Regions from separate parts of the Sus scrofa genome. Here all the other regions are linked to region 1. Evidence: chromatin contacts called from public HiChIP or PLAC-seq data. All regions are on one chromosome and are shown on one strand. The core of a region is the stretch at or near the end of the contact, and the rest is flanking DNA. Distances in the headings are between cores, read along the strand shown. Region 1 has its middle 150 kb from the start of SCARB1. Region 2 overlaps NCOR2 (nuclear receptor corepressor 2). Region 3 overlaps NCOR2 (nuclear receptor corepressor 2).

Evidence for each region. HiChIP or PLAC-seq counts read pairs in DNA pulled down with a chosen protein or histone mark.
Region 2: a contact with region 1 is called in an H3K27ac HiChIP or PLAC-seq map of alveolar macrophages. The contact joins two enhancer-like sites. A contact is called at or near these places in 2 of 2 datasets of contacts at active chromatin or transcription factors (alveolar macrophages and skeletal muscle).
Region 3: an H3K27ac HiChIP or PLAC-seq map of alveolar macrophages shows a contact between it and region 1. The contact joins two enhancer-like sites. A contact is called at or near these places in 2 of 2 datasets of contacts at active chromatin or transcription factors (alveolar macrophages and skeletal muscle).

What each region holds. Positions count from the first base shown.
Region 1 is chr14:28,444,038-28,449,187 of Sscrofa11.1, forward strand. No RefSeq gene overlaps it. Among named protein-coding and RNA genes, the nearest start is that of SCARB1, 150 kb to the left of the region's middle. Within about 2 kb of position 2,639, at least 8 of the 83 cell types and tissues checked have an H3K27ac peak or open chromatin away from gene starts, as enhancers often do. A contact at or near this core is called in alveolar macrophages, where this site is marked.
Region 2 is chr14:28,750,231-28,755,380 of Sscrofa11.1, forward strand. All of the region lies in intron 18 of NCOR2 (nuclear receptor corepressor 2), which reads left to right. Among named protein-coding and RNA genes, the nearest start is that of RFLNA, 88 kb to the right of the region's middle. Within about 2 kb of position 2,056, at least 18 of the 83 cell types and tissues checked have an H3K27ac peak or open chromatin away from gene starts, as enhancers often do. A contact at or near this core is called in alveolar macrophages, where this site is marked.
Region 3 is chr14:28,711,856-28,717,005 of Sscrofa11.1, forward strand. NCOR2 (nuclear receptor corepressor 2) reads left to right here. Exons shown (of 49, transcript NM_001044576.1): 10 at 207-273. Among named protein-coding and RNA genes, the nearest start is that of NCOR2, 72 kb to the left of the region's middle. Within about 2 kb of position 2,951, at least 2 of the 83 cell types and tissues checked have an H3K27ac peak or open chromatin away from gene starts, as enhancers often do. A contact at or near this core is called in alveolar macrophages, where this site is marked.

The DNA of each region.
Region 1 (5,150 bases), core at 1,389-3,888:
ATCCTTCTTTCCTGCTTGGTTCACTGTTGTGTGAAGGAGTCACAGCAACCATTTTATGACTATGAGGTTGACCCATGTGACTATATAGCTGACCCACTGAGATTGTAGGGCAGAAATTTGGTAAGCTCCTAGGTTCTTGATTGCGGAGCTCAAATCATCCTGAAACTGATGCTTTCCAGACTTCTTACTATATGAGACCATTATGTTTCTTCATACCTATTACTTATAGCCCAAAGCATCCCAACTCATTCATAGACATTTTTATGTGGCCTTCTCTTCCCTGCCTCCTTCCCCCTCAACTAGGCAGTTCTAACTCAGTCTGCAGAGCTCAGCTCTAATGCCACTTCCTCAGAGGAGCCTGCCCTGATTCCCTCCCCTCAAGAGCAAATCATGTTTGCCTGCTTTGCGTCTCCCAGCATCACATGCCTTTGAAACCCCTGCAGCTGAACAATTGATAAATGTCAATTGCATACACCACAAGATTGGGCTTGCTTTCACTCATAGCTGTGCCTCACACAGTGCCTGGGGTTTTGTGAATGCTCAGAAAATATTCAAATGCATGAGTGAACGTTCTGGAGATCTTGAAGATCTTGAAGATCTCATTGTCCAAAATCATGATGAGATACCATGGCACACCAATTAGAATGACTAAAATTTAAAAAGACTGACAATGGAAAAGGGTTGATGAAGCTATGGAGGCCCTGGAATTCTCATACACAGCTGGAATGAATGCAAAATGGTGCAGCTGCTTTGGAAAACAGTTTGGGGGTTTCTAAAGAGGTAAAATATATACCTGCCATAGGACCAAAAAATCCCATTCCTGGGTATTTTCCTAAGGGAAATGAAAGTGTATGTTCAGACAGAGACTTGTGCATGAATGTTCAGAGTCACTTTCTTTGTCATAGTCCCAAACTGGAAATAGACCAATGGCTCATTGACAGGTGAATGGATAAGAAAACAGTGGATTATCCACATAAAGGACCACAACTCAACAAGAATAAGAAATTAACATTGATATGCACCCACTATGGATAACGCTCAGCATAACTAGGCAACATGAAAGAAATCAGACAAGAAGAGGGCAAACTGGGCTGAGAATGGACTAGAGTGGGAGCAGGGGACCCTGGAGCCCAGTGAGGAGAACATCACTCTCAGTGCAAAAGCCCAAGTCCTTATAAAGTCCCACCAGATTCATACGATCTGGCCCTGAGCCCCCTCTGATTGCATTTTCTCCCCCTCTCCATCCACTCCAGCCCTCACAGCCTCTGCCCTGCTTCCAGAACCCACCAGGCATACTCCTTCCGCAAGACCTTTGCACTGTCTATTCCTGCTCCCCTAGATCCAAACATGGCTCAAACCCCCTGCTGCCTTCAAGTCTTTGCCCAAATGTCACCTCCACAGAGAGGCCTGCCCAGATTTCTTCTCTGTCTCCAAGGACTCCAGACTTCTCTTCAGTCTTGTCTTTTGCTTGATTTCTTGTTAGCCCCAGCCTCCCTTGGTTATGTACATGCAAATGACAACGTGGATGACTCTCAGAACAATTATGCTAAATGAAAGAAGTTAGGGGAATTCCTTAGGTGGTCTTGGGTTAGGATTCGGTATTTTTACTGCTGCTGCCCAGGTTCCATCCCTGGTCTGAGAACTGAGATCCCGCACCAAGCTGCTGCACAAAGTTAGACACAAAAGGAGGACCTACTGTGTGATTCCGTTTAGATGAAATGATTCCTTTAAAAAAAAAAAAAAGAAAAAGAAATGATTCCTTTTATATACATTTTAATGGGCTCTCTGCTGCCTTGCCCCAAACAATAGCTACATATGGCCATTGGAGCACCTGAAATGTGGCCGGTGAGACTACAGAATGGAAATTTAAATTTCCTTTTATTTTAATCAATTTAAATGTAAAATGAAAAAACCCAGCTGGTTGCAACAGACGTGGATGCAAATATTAAAGTGAAAGGATTTTTGGATAGTGCTTGGAAGACTTTGAAGTCTCTGCGGAACCTCCTGGGTAGGTTCATCTACCTTTTCTAACTTGTTGATTTTGTGAAACCAAAATGCTGATCAAGTGTTTCTGATGGGAACTGACCCCCACATGAGGATGAGCTGTCAGCGTAGAGTACAGTGGATTTCAAAGCGTTCATCTGAAAAAAAAGGAACCTAAATATCTCGCTGATAATTTTTCATGTGGATTCAATGCTGAAAAAATAATATTTTGGATCAATTAGGTTAAATAAAATATCAAACAATTTCATCTGGTTTTCTTTTCTTTCATTCTTTTTCTTTTTCTTTTTTTGGCTGTGCCCACAGCATGTAGAAATTCCCAGGCCATGGATCTAACCCACACCACAGCAGCAACCAGAGCAGCTACAGAGATACTGTGGGATCCTTCGCCCTCTGCGCTATCAGGGAATTCTTTTTTCTTCTTCTTTTTCTTCTTCTTCTTTTTTTTTTTTTTTTAATGTGGCTACAGGAAATTTTCAGTTCTGCACGTGGCTGGCTTCTGTTTCCCGGGGACACAGCTGCTTTGGAGTGCCAGCTCCATGAAAGCCGGTTTCTGGGCTCACTCTTTATCATCAGCTTCTAGAACCTGGCTGCCATGTGTTCTGGGTCCCTGTCTCCCCTAGTGGAAGGGTTCATCCTTGGTTTGCTGACCGTGGGCATCTGTCCTCAGAACCAGGGCATTCCCGGCCCAAGAGCAGCTGCTGGAGGGTGCGGGCAGGATGACTCAGTTCCTGCGCTGGGAAGGGGAACTTGGGCGTCTGCTGAGACCTTGTCCCCATGGCTTCTCCCCCGTCGTGTTTGCCAAACGCCTTTCTCCCTTTGCCCACCCCCGGATGGCCACGGCTGGGCTGCTGGGACGCCTCCCCGTTGGCTGTGGAAATGGTTTGCATCATTTTGTACCCGAGGCCCTGGGGGCATCTGAAGTTCAGATCCACTGGAAGGAAATCAGCCTGTGCCTTGTTCTCTCCACAAAACAAGAATCAATACAGCATGAATTCAGAGGACACCACCTCTTTCAAATGCCTCTGAGCAGGGATCGCCAGAATCCCGAGTAAGGGGGTGGGGGTGGGAGTGGGGTCATAAATGGGCCACTGGGTGGAGGAGGGTTTGTGTGCAATGGCTTTTTTTCCCCTAAGCATTTAAACAAATTATGGTAAAAGAGACATAAAATTTACCCTTTCCACCCTCTTTTAGTGTACAGTTGAGTGGCATTAAGTTACAGTGACATTGTTGGTCCCTTTGGTCTCCAACACTTTTTTGTCTTACTCAACTCACTGGCTTTTCAGATGTGGGGAAGGCAGGGGGTGCCCTGGGGGAGAGGCCGGTATGGGAAGATCATGGGAAAAAGCAGGTGTCCCAGCCCAGACTGGATTTCCTCTTGGCATCTCTCTGGGAGCATGACTTCAGGAAATGTAGGCACAGTCACAGAAGGGTCATTCCAGAAGGTTTGCATAAAGGGGTTATTTGCAAAGGCTTGGGCAGGCCTGGGGGAAATCCTGGGCTAGAAATGGAGGAGCTGCTGTCACCTGGGGCTGGAAAGGAGGAGTTTCAGAAACCAGTAGGAGAAAAGACGTAGCATCTTCGGCTGTCAGAAGTGGGCATGACGCCCCTCAATGGAAGGAGACAACCAGCCCTGGGGAGCCATTGACCTCACTCTCCCCCAGAGTCCTGCAGGGGCTCCTTATGGGCCAAGTCTATCCAGAAAGCAGAGGGCAGTGGGCTGTGGGTTGTGTGGATCAGCCTCCAGGCAGAGAGCTTGAGGCAGGAAGGAGGAGAGAGATGTCAGCAAACGGAAGATACCTGCACACAGGGTCCGATTCATTTCCCAACATAATGAACACCTGTTCCTGTCTTCCCAGAGCCTGTGTCTCCTCCTCCTGGCAGCAGCCCTATTTATCATCTGGGCATCATTCTTCCATTCTCAGCCCAAAGATGGTGCATCCCCAACTCCAGGGAGGATGATTCTGTTCTAAACGGACTGGCTTATTGCATTCCTCTAGCTTCTGTGATTGGTTCACGATGGCCATTTAAGGCTCATCTGGTGATTTGGCTGCGGGGGCTGTGGGGATGCTGAAGGGGCATCTCTTTCCTGTTAGGTCCTGACCTGGGGGATGTAGCATAAAATTCCTGGCAGCCATTTTGCTACCATGTGGCATCTGTGCATGAAGCCAGCATGGAGAGGGAGAGAGAAATAGAGGGAGAGAGACATTTAGGCCTGATGACAGTATCTAAGCCCCTGGATCCAGCTATGCCTGAAGCTGAAACTATTTCTGGAATTTTAGTTACTTGAGCCAAGAAATTCCCTTTTTGATTCAGCTGGTTTGATTTGCATTGGCTTGCAAGAATTCCTGACATTATCAGTTTTTTCTTTTCTTCTTTTTCATTCTAAGCAAGCCCCAGCTCTGGTTCTGGCAGTCTCAAGGATTTTTTTTTTTTTAAGTTCAGCAAGAATGCTGAGCAAGCGACAGATGTGGAGAGCACCGAGCCATCTTCTGCCTATGATCTTTTGGGTCAGCATTATCTCAGCAGAGAGTGGCAAGAGGCCTGAAAAGGGTGCGGTCCCTCAGGGCCCATCCAGCCAAGCTGGATGTGGCACAGTCAAGGCGAAACCCATTCACCTCTGGCCTGGTATCGGGCACTCTGGGGAAGTGATGGGGGAGCCCTGTGGTTAGAACACTGGCTCTAGGTTGGTTAGCTATCAGCTCTGCTTCCAAGTAGTTGTGTAGTCCTGAGCAACAAGCATCACCAGGCAGAACCTCAGTTTCTGTCTTTGCAAAATGGGCTGACATGGGAGAGGAAGGAGGTAGGGCCCCGAGAGGCAGTGGAGTGCCAGGGTTAAGGCCCCAGATCTCTAGGCTGGAGGTCCAGCTCTGCCGCATCTTAGCCGAGGAACCTGGGTGTGGCACTCCATTTTTCTGTGCCTTGGTTTCATCACCTGGAACGCCGGGATCATAATAGCACCTTGTCCCTTAATGGACTCTTGCTGGAGACAAAGCCCTTCAGAGAGCACCCGGGACGTGGCGAAAACAACTGCTGTTTTTACCCACAGCCTGGTAGTCGATGATAACATGGGCAGGTTTCACAATCTCTCATACTCATTTCTGGCCATTCTCTGCAAAACCTCACTGGGCCCTCCCGCTGTGTCTGAA
Region 2 (5,150 bases), core at 806-3,305, 310 kb after region 1:
GTCTGTGTGGCAGTGTTGTCAGTGGACAGCTTCCGTGACCTCTGGGGTCAGCACATGGTAGCCCCGTAGACGAAGTGGCCGTGGCACACTTGGGTGCTTTGTGGGAAGGTGCAGAGCCTGCTGGTGGGTTCACGGTATCCCCTTGTCCCCCCTCAGCTGCACCATCTACCCGGGGGTGGCTGGTGGCTGGTGGCCGGTGGCCCTGTGCTGTGGTGATGACCCCACATTCTCCGTAGATGCCTCTAGCACATTTGTTGTTCATTGGAGCCAGAAGGGCTGGGCCCTTGACCGCCCTACTCAGTGACCTGTCTCTGGGCCTCGGTTTCCCCATCTGTGAAATGGGAGGGGTGTGCAAGCTGGCCGAGAGGAACCAGAGATAACAGGCACTGGGGTGCTGAGGATGGGCCTGGCACCACTGGGGCTGTGTCTGTGTTTGTCCCCCACTTCCATCTCTGGGAGATGCTCCAGCCGCCCCTCCCTCGCCTATGCCCAGGGCAGGGGCCGTCAGGCCAGCTCAGCACCGACAGGCTCGGGATGGAGTGGCTGGCATCCGAGCCCATTTGGCCTGATGGCTTTCATTGATCTGGACCCCAGCCCTGAGAGGTGGCTTGCTTCTGGCCGTCTCGTGGACAAGACAGGGAGGAGCAGAGGCTGAGGGTGGCCCAAGTCCTAGAGCTGGTGGCCTCCTGGCTCTTGTCCCCAAGGTCCTGCTGAGGCCCCACTGCTGACGTGCAGCTTCTTTGTGTCCAGAGCTCCAGGTTGTAACTCGGAGAGAACAAAAGGCCTTTTTAATGAAGGACCCAGGTGCATGGGGACAGTGGGGCCTGGAGGCTGAGACCCTGGACCAGGGGCTGCCTGCCCTGCCCCCACCCTCCACCCCAGGAGGGGCCTGAGCGTCTGAGCAGGAGCAGCCGCAGACTGGATCAGGGCCCCCACCTGAGACCTGGCCCTTCCCTCGGGGCCCCTGTCTGGACACCCTGCCCCTCGGAATCTCCCAACCTCTTTCCTCCAAGCTCCCAGCCATTGGGCGAGGTGGGCCTGGAGGAAGGACCCTGCTGGACCCTTAGCATCCTCCACAAGGGGAGGAGCTGCTTGCTTCTGGCAGCTGAGGGCCTGTTCTCAGCGGTCAGAGGGGCGTTGATGGGGCCTGTGGGTACAGGGGCTGCTGTTAGCCCCCTAAGGGGCCCTGTCGTCCTTTCTTCTGTTTTCTGTGTCCACTTTGTGGTTTCTGGTACAGATTTCGCCCGGGGATGCAAAAGAGGCTTTATTGAAATTGTGTGATTGTTTTTTTCCTCCCTTTAATTTTGGTGATTACCAAACACACAAAACACGAAATCTACCATTTTAACCATTTTCAAGTGTACAATTCAGTGGCATTAATTGCGTTCACAGTGTTGTACAACCATCACCACTGTCTAGTCCCAGAGCTTTTCACCACCCCGAACGGAAACCCCATACCCATTAGCAGTCACTCTCATTTCCCCAAGCCCTGCCAACCTCTGGCACCCACCAGTCTGCTTTCCGTCTCTATGGTTCTGCCGTTTTGGGACTTTTGTGTGAATTAGATCATGCGTCTGCCCTTGGGTGTCTGGCTGCTCTCAGCATCATTCTGTCCAGGTGCCTCCCTGCTGTAGCCTGTGTCAGTGCTCCATTCCTTTTTATGACTAAGTCATATTCCACTATGTGAACGTACCACACTCTGTTTATCCAGTGGTTAATGGGCACTGAGGTTGTTTCCACCTCTCAGCTGTTGTGAATGATGCTGCTGCAAACATCTGTGTAGAATTGCATGTTTTTTGGGTTTTTTTTTAACCACATGTGAGACTCTGGGATCTCAGCCATGGGCGGTGTTATTGCCCAGGGACCCACCCACCAGCGGAGTGAGGGGCTCCACACGCCTGCCCCGGGACTGCCAGCCTGTGCTGCGTCCCCTGTCGTCATGGCAGCCCCGTCACCAGCTCCTTCCCTGTTGCCTGGGAACCGGGAGCTGGCTGAGTCACAGGCTGCCCTCTCTCTCCCTTTCGGAAGGGCAGACCCAGGGGCTGGGAGGATGAGTCACCGGTGCGACGGGAGCGCACCCCACCGTCTCAAGGTTGGGTCCTCAGCAGCAGTAGTGAGCTCATCCTGAGTCCTGCCCACGGAGACGGCAGTGCATGAGGCCCCTGGGAATGGTGAGCACCAAGGCCCTGCTCAGTGACATTTGTGATAATGTGATGAGCGCCAGCGTGCTCGTCCGCCGTGAATTACAGCAATCTGGACAATTACCGCTCAGGGTGGCTGCTAATGGCTGTGCGTTCCAGGCGGCGGGAGGAGGTCGGGGCGGGGAGGCAGGTGCTGGCAGCTCCCAGAGACTCCCATCTCCACAGCGGGCAGGGGTGGGAAGGCTAGGAATGTTCCAGTGCCCCCAGCCCTTGGAAACTCAGAAAGTACCCAAGAACCAGCTGTGCCCGAGGCGGATGGCATCCAGCCATCCTCTCGGTTTTCATTGTCCTTGATGCAGTGCCTCACCATGTACAGGACAGGGGTACCCAGAGATGTGCAGGCCCTGGTCCCTCTCTCATGGAGCCCCTGACGGGAGCGGCCGGGTATCCCCAGGGCCTTGGGACCTCTGAGCCTGCCCCAGGCATCCTGAAGGACTTCCAATAGCATGCCCTAAAGGATGAGCTGCAGAGGGTCTCCCATCCCCAGAGAGAAGCTGGACCTCAGCCTCTGGACCTTTTAGCTCTGTGACCCCAGGCAAGCCAGTCAACCTCTCTGTGCTTCAATTTCCTCATCTGCACAATGGGAACTAGAGTATCGCCCACAATATTAGTTTCCTGGGGCTGCTGTAACCAAGTGCAAACTTGGTTGGCTTAAGAACAACAGAAATAGGAGTTTCCCATTGCGGCCTAGCGGTAACAAATCCGGCTAATATCCATGAGGATGTGGTTCGATCCCTGGCGTCGCTCAGTGGGTTAAGGATCTGGCGTTGCTGAGAGCTGTGGTGTAGGTCACAGTCGTGGCTTGGATCTGGTGTTGCTGTGGCTGTGGCGCAGGCTCTAGCTGCTGCTCTGATTTGACCCCTAGCCTGGGAACTTCCATATGCTGCATGTGCTGCCCTAAAAAGCAAAAGAAAAAAGAAAGAAAAAGAAAAAAGAACAACAGAAATGTATGCTCCCTGTTCTGGAGTCCATGTGTCTGAAATCAAGGTGTCAGCAGGGCTCTGCTCCTTCCGAAGTCTCCAGGGGAGGCTCCTGCCTGCCCCCCTCCCCCCCAGCCTCTGGTGTTGCTGGCAGTCGTCAGCGTTCCTGGGCTCCTAGACATTCCAACCTCTGCCTTCTTCTCCACATGGCTGTCTTCCCTCTGTGTGGCTCTGTCCAAATTTTCCTCTTCTTATAAGGACCCACCCTAATCCGGTATGACCTCATCTTAACTTGATCACATCTATAAAGACTTTTTCCAAATAAGGTCACATTTGCAGGTTACAGGTGGATGGACGTGAAATCTGGGTGGTGATGGGGGAACACTCTTTAATCCCTTACAACCACCTTTGGGGGATTTTGGTGAAAGAAAACAGATGTGCTTATTAGGAGGGTCTAAGACACACGGCGATCGCTGCCGCTGTTTGTAGTGGTAACCAGCTCCTTAGCCTCGTGACCTTGGCCTGGCCCATCGCTTTCTTGGCCTGTCTCCCTTTGTCCTCCAAAACGAAGCTAGGGTGCCTCGCTGCAGGATGTCCAAAGCGGGGCACGAGCCACATTGGTGCCTTCCCTGGCGTAACAGTAGGTGCACAGATGTGGCAGGCCTGCAGTTTAGCACACAGACTCTGGAGCCTTTCTTCCTGGGTTTGAGAGCTGGCTGTGCCCCTCAGGGGTGTGTGACGCTGGGCAAGTGCCCACACCTTGGCCCCTCACCTGCACAGAAGGGAGGTGGGCTGGAGGTGAGTGGCTTGCTTGCAGCTATCAAGTGACATTGGGAGGTGGTTTCACAGAGCTGGGGGAAAGGCCCCTGGGCTGACATCTGAAACACAAAATATTAAGTAATACCATCAGAAGTTCCCACTGTGGCTTAGCAGGTTATAAACCTGACTAGTATCCATGAGGATGCAGGTTCAATCCCTGGCCTCGCTCAGTGGGTTAAGGATCCAGTGTTGCCGCAAGCTGTGGCGTAGGATCTGACGTGGCTCAGATCTGACCTTGCTGTGGCTGTGGTATAGGCTGGCAGCTGCAGCTCCTATCCAACCCTAACCTGGGAACCTCCAAATGCCGCAGGCGTGGCCCTAAAAAGCAAAAAAGAAAACAAAAAATAATACCATCAAAGTACTTGTTAGTACTTGCAGGTGCCAGCTAGTGCTAAAGGCGTTGTGTGTGTTAAGCCACTTCATCCCTACCAAGTTTATGAAGCAGATGCTATTACTAGTTTCTTTATCCAAAGGGCGAAACTGAGACTCAGAGAGGTTACACAGCTGTTAGGGGTTGGAGCTGGGATTTGAACCTAGGCACTCTAGTTACAGAGTGGGAATGGGGCTGGGGTGAGGTTTGAATGAGGGAGTTATTGGGCCTGGTTACTATTAATCAGATAATGAGGGAGGGAAGGGCATCCCAATAAAGGTGTGGCATGTGCAAAGGCCCTGTGGCAGGGGCAACGTGGTCAAGTAAGCTGTTAAAACCCGGAGAGCAAGAGGAAGAGAGGCAAGGGATGGAGAGGCCATTGGGAAGGCCAGCCCCTGCCCTTACCAGCTGTGGGATAGAGTTTGGCCATTACTCTAAGAGCATGGAGAAGGCCATTGCTGCAGAGGACAGGTTAGCTGCAGAGTTCCAGGTAGGCAGGTGGGTACCCACCCTTCTCGTGTGCATAGCTGCCTGCCCTGGGGCTCACACCAAGTGGGGACTGAGCAGTGCAGGGCAGCCCCAGGGAGCTGGCTGCCAGCCCACCCACGGGCCCTGCACCATGCTGGGCAAGAGGGGCAGACCCCGCACTGGACTGGGAGGTGAGGCTCTGGTTCCCTGGGAAAGGTCAGCCTGGTCTGGCTTGTGGTCTTGACCAAGCCGTATGGGAAGCCCAGGACTCTGCTGGCTGCTCCTACAGGTTCCCAGCCCACTTCTCTGGTAGACAGGGCACCAGCCATTGTGATTGGGGGAGAAGCCCCCAGCACACCATTCCAGACCAGA
Region 3 (5,150 bases), core at 1,701-4,200, 270 kb after region 1:
TTTTCTGCAGCCCACACTCAATCTAAGTGTGGTTGGGGCACCTGGTGTGGGACAGAGGATGGATGCCCATTGGCAGTTCGTGGCTCGCTCTGGGGGCTACAGGTATCGCTTAGTTCACCAGGAACCAGTAAGGGGGCTAACTTGAGCGAGGGCTGAAATACCTGGAACCCTGCATTTCTGACCTGTCTCATCTCCTTCCTGCTTAGAAACCAGGCGATGCGGAAAAAGTTAATCTTATACTTCAAGAGGAGGAATCACGCCCGGAAACAATGGGTAAGTCATCACAGCGGCCCCCAACCCCGGAATCTCTTCTGCTGCCCCCACTCCTCCAGGGACCAGGCTTCCTTGAGAGCAGAGACAGGCCAGGCCGCTCAGGCCACACCCACCCCACCAGACCCTTTGGTTCTGCAGCTGTCTCATTACTGAGTGTCCAGAGTATGAAGAAAAGCCAAGGGCAGTGGGAGAAACGGGAAAAGATAGCAGCTGCAGTGATGCTGGGGGCTTGGGGCTGAGGCTGGGTGTGGGCCAGGGGCTCGGAATTCTGCCCCTCCTTTTCCAGCCTGAAAGGGGAGGAAACAAAATCCTGGCTGGGAAAACTGGTTCCTCATCAGAGGACCTGTTGTGGACATTGTAGGCGGAAAGAAAGAGGTTTGCTGGAGGAGGTGGAGGATTGGGGTGGGCGGAGCGCCTCATGGCAGTGATTGCAGGAAGCTCCCTTAGAAATGAGCTTTTCCCAGCCCACTGTGCCCATTCCAGGCTCAGGAAAAGCTGGACCCCCTTGCTTAGAAATGGTATGGACTCCTGTATCCTGCTATACACTCTAGTGTCTCAGCTGAGAAGCTGGCCCAAGGCAGAGAGGGTGCAAACGAAGGAACACCTTTAGTTGTGGTTTAGGGTGGCTGTTTGCATCACTGACTCTCTGGGGGAGGTTAGGGCCCATTGGTAGAAGGGGAAATACTCATTAGTATTCTTTCAGCTGGGAGAGGAAGAAGAGCTGGCTCAGATGGGCTTAAGCAGTAAAGGAATTTATATAACTGATAGAGTCCGAGTGGAGTTCAGGAGTGGTTTGATCAGGTTGTACTCTCAATTCTATGCATTTTTTTTTTCAGTTCTGCATATTAGTACATTCAAAAACTGGTTTCTTTTTGGAAACCAGTTTGACCCAGATGCTGGGCAAATGGGAAGCTAGGTGGGTGGCACTCTGGACCCCAGGGCCCCATGGGGTGAAAAGTGGTGGGCTTCCCAACCTTGTCTTTCTCAACTTCCTCAGACTCCCAGATTGACTGGATGGTGCTCAGAGGCATCTGGCTGGGTAGACAGGGTTCCTGAAACGGGACATCCCATCTTATTCATCGAATTAAGAAATATTTACTGAGCCCCTGCTGTGGGCCTGGTGCAGTGCTGAGCTGTGTTCAGCTGTGATAAGTGCTGTGCAGAGGGTTGGGGTTGGGGTCGGAACAGCTGGATGGGAGTGACCAGAAAGGACCATCTGGAGGTCTGAATATCAAGGAGAGGGCAGTGCATGTGCAAAGGCCCTGAGGCAGGAACCAGCCTGGAGTAACACGGGACAGAATATGGCAGGCACATCTGAAGTCAGGGCAGGAGTGAAGGGATTGTGCTTGAAAATCCTGGGAGCCAGGTCACTTAGAAACGTTTGCTCTCAGCTAGGATGGAACTCCTAGATTTTATTCTAAATACAATGGGACACTTAATTTATTCTTATAAATGTATTCTCAATGAGGAATACAAAGTCTTTAATAGAAGAATTCTTAGTTATCCAGAAAATTTGACAGTCAGTCAGGAAATTGGACAGCAGAATACAATGAATGTGTATATGTGCCATGATCTAGAATCCATCATGGTTGACATTTCTTTATATTAGCTCTGTGTGTGTGTGTGTACGCATGGGTGTGTGAATGTTTTTGTGTTGAACCGTTAGAAAGGAGGTGCAGACACCCAGACCTTCACCCCACTGCTTCCCTGTCTCTCCTGGAGCAAGGAACTTCTCTCATTATCACACCCCAAATTCCAGTCTTTCCACAGAGGTTCTGCCTGGGCCTGGGGCTCCTCTGGGGTGGGAGGAAGGCCATGCAATTTACATTTTACAAGGGATTTACATTTTACAAGGGTCCTGGCAGCTGGTGGGCTGGTGGAGTTGGGTAGGCGAGTTCTTAAGAAGTCTCCCACTGCCCCTTGGGGGTCCCTCGAGGGGGTGGAGGGGGAATGGGCTTACGTAAAGATAGAGGAACTGGAGTCTTCTAAGAAATTCTGGGTGGCTTTGTGGCCAACTTGAGCCTACCTTAAGAGAGGCCCTTGTGAAAATGAGTTTGGAAACCGCAGAAGCTGAGACAGGAGGTATCTGGAATGATGTTGTCCTTGTTCTTATATAATAAGCCTGAAGCCCCATGCATCGTGTCAGCCAGGACCGGGTGGGGGCTTGATCAAGACGGCCCCCTTAGCTCAGCATGCCCCCTGCCCCCACCGTGAGTCTGCTTGGCTCACTCCTTCGAGGTTCCTAGGACCTTGAGTAAGCTGCCCACGCTCTCCCCGCACGCCTGCTCTGCCCACAGAGCTGAGGCTCTTCCCCCAGAGGGGTGCTCAACCTCTGCCAGTGCTGCCTGTCTTTCCCTGAGAAACTGAGCTCACTCCCTGCCCCCTACTCCTGGAAGCCAGATTGTGTGTGTGTGTGTGTTGGTGGGGGTGGGGGTACTAGGCTGAGTCACAGATGAACAAGTTCAAACCCCACCCATCATACCCGCTGTGTGTCATCTTGGGAGAGCTGTCTTACCCCAAGCCTCGATTATCCTCATCTGTGAAATGGGGTCATGGCGAGGCTGCAGGAAGGGTGAGTGCAGTGCCTGGCACAGGGAGCCTGTGTGATTGATGGTGGCCTTGCAGGATGGATCAGTCAGGGGCTGAGCTCAGCGTGGACGGTGGATGTATTCATTTCCTGAAACTGCTGCAACAAATGACCACAAACTCGGTGCCTTCAAACATCAGAAACTCATCCTCTCTCACTATTCTGGAGGCCAGAAGTTCATGATCAAGATGTGGGCGGGGCTGCGCTCTCTCCAGAGGCTTCCTGCCTCTCTCTTCGAGCTCCTGGCGGCTCCAGGCGGTTCTTAGCTAAGGCCTCATGACTCCCTTCTCTGCCTCCATCACCACCTGGCCTCTCCCCTCTCTTCCCTCACATGGACGTCTGTCATTGGATCTAGAGGTCACCCTAATCCAGGATGACCTCATCTCAAGACGCTTAACTTTATTGCACTGAAAACACCTTTTGTTCAAAAAAGGTCACATTTATAGATTCTTGGGGTTAGGATGTGGAGACATCTTTTGAGGGGAGGGTCACGATCGAACCCACTAGAGTGGATATTGGCGTGTTTTCAGCATAATCTGCTTTTTTTCTTTCTCCTGTCCCCTCTGTCCTTTTTATCAATTTCTTTTTTAGAGACAGCTAAGGGTTTGCTCACTCCTCTCATATCCCCCACACCTCTGAGCTTCTTATTTTTCGTCCTCACACACAGAGTAGAGTTGTACCCCAGCTTCCAGAATTAGAACAAATAATAACTCAAAATAAATCAAAGGCCCCAAAGCAAGAGCTAAAGCCATACAGTTCCTAGAAAAAAAACCCATACAGGTGAATCTTTAGGACCTTGGATTTGGCAGTGGATCTTGGGTGTGACACCAAAAGCATGAGCAGCAGGAGAAAAAGTAGACACCCTAGACTTTATGAGAATAACCATCAGGATCTTGACCTCCTTGTCGCTGACTGCATGACCTCAGGCGACAGGCTGTTGGCCCTAAGCTCTGAGCTCCCGCCTGTACAAAGGGGATGGTAGTCATAGCTTTTTGGGGTTTGGGACAGTGAGTCCGCTGGAAGGAATCGGTTTTCTGCCAGGCATGTGACGTGGTCGTGCTTAGCCAGCGTCAGCCGTGGTATGATGGTGGTGATGGTGAAGAAGAACGGGACGATGCTTTGATGATGGTGGTGATGACAGCGATGATGAAGAAGAAGATGAGGAGAGTGATGATGGTGGGGATGGTGAGGAATTCCCACCGAGGAGTTCCTGGCATGGCGCAGCGGAAACGAATCCAACTAGGAACCATGAGGTTGCGGGTTCGATCCCTGGCCTCGCTCAGTGGGTTAAGGATCTGGCGTTGCTATGGCTGTGGTGTAGGCCAGCAGCGGTAGCTCCCATTTGACCCCTGGCCTGGGAGCTTCCATATGCTGCGAGTGCAGCCCTAAAAAGCAAAAAAAAAAAACTCACTGAGAGTGAGCAAGAGGCTGAGGGTGACTTGTCGTCACAACACACACAGACTGTGGTCTTAGGGGCCCATGCTCCTTTTCCTCTCAGGTTCTTGCTCCCAGCATCCCACAGACTTGCTTGGTGGTATTTCAGCCTCTGAAGTGTGAGTGTGAGAATGTACGTGTGTGAGTTTATGAGTGTGTATTGTGAATCTGAGAATATTAGTGTGTGTATTTGGCATGTGAGTGCATGTGTGTGTAAGGGAGTATGTGTGAACGTGTACACATGTTTATGTGTGTATGTGTATAAGTGCATGCGTGTATGTGAGTGTGTGATCTGCTTCCTCCCCTGGCCAGTGGGGCCACCCATGCGCCTGTGTGTTTGTGTGTCAGTGTGAGTGTGTATGCGTAAGGGGGTACGTGTGTATGTGCACATGTGTATGTGTGAGGATGTGTCTGTATGTATGTGTGTATGTGTAAGTGCACGTGCGTGTGTCTGATTGTGCAGTCTGCTTTCTCTCCTGTCCAGCGGGGCTGCCCGTGTGGAACCCCCCTGATCAGGGTCAGTGCTGCCCCAGGAAGGGCCAAAGCCACTGCTGTGCACTGTCCCGAGGAGCCCAGTACCCTCCGCCTTCAGTGGACAGAGAGCACATCAGCACACAGGCCACAGCAGGTGGCACTGTGGTTAGACATGGAGGGGGACTTCCTCATCCTGAGAGGTCCTCCGGAGCTGCTCTCATCCTTACAGGTGGTGCTTGGGGCTGGGCAGTGTGACTGGATGTCATCCCCTCATGGCCGTTCCTGCTGTGTCCCTTTGCTCCATGAGGGCCCAGGCAGGGCTGGATCGTCTTGTCGGCCACCTTACCTGCCCTCCACTGGTGGAGCTGCTTAGTGGCCCTGG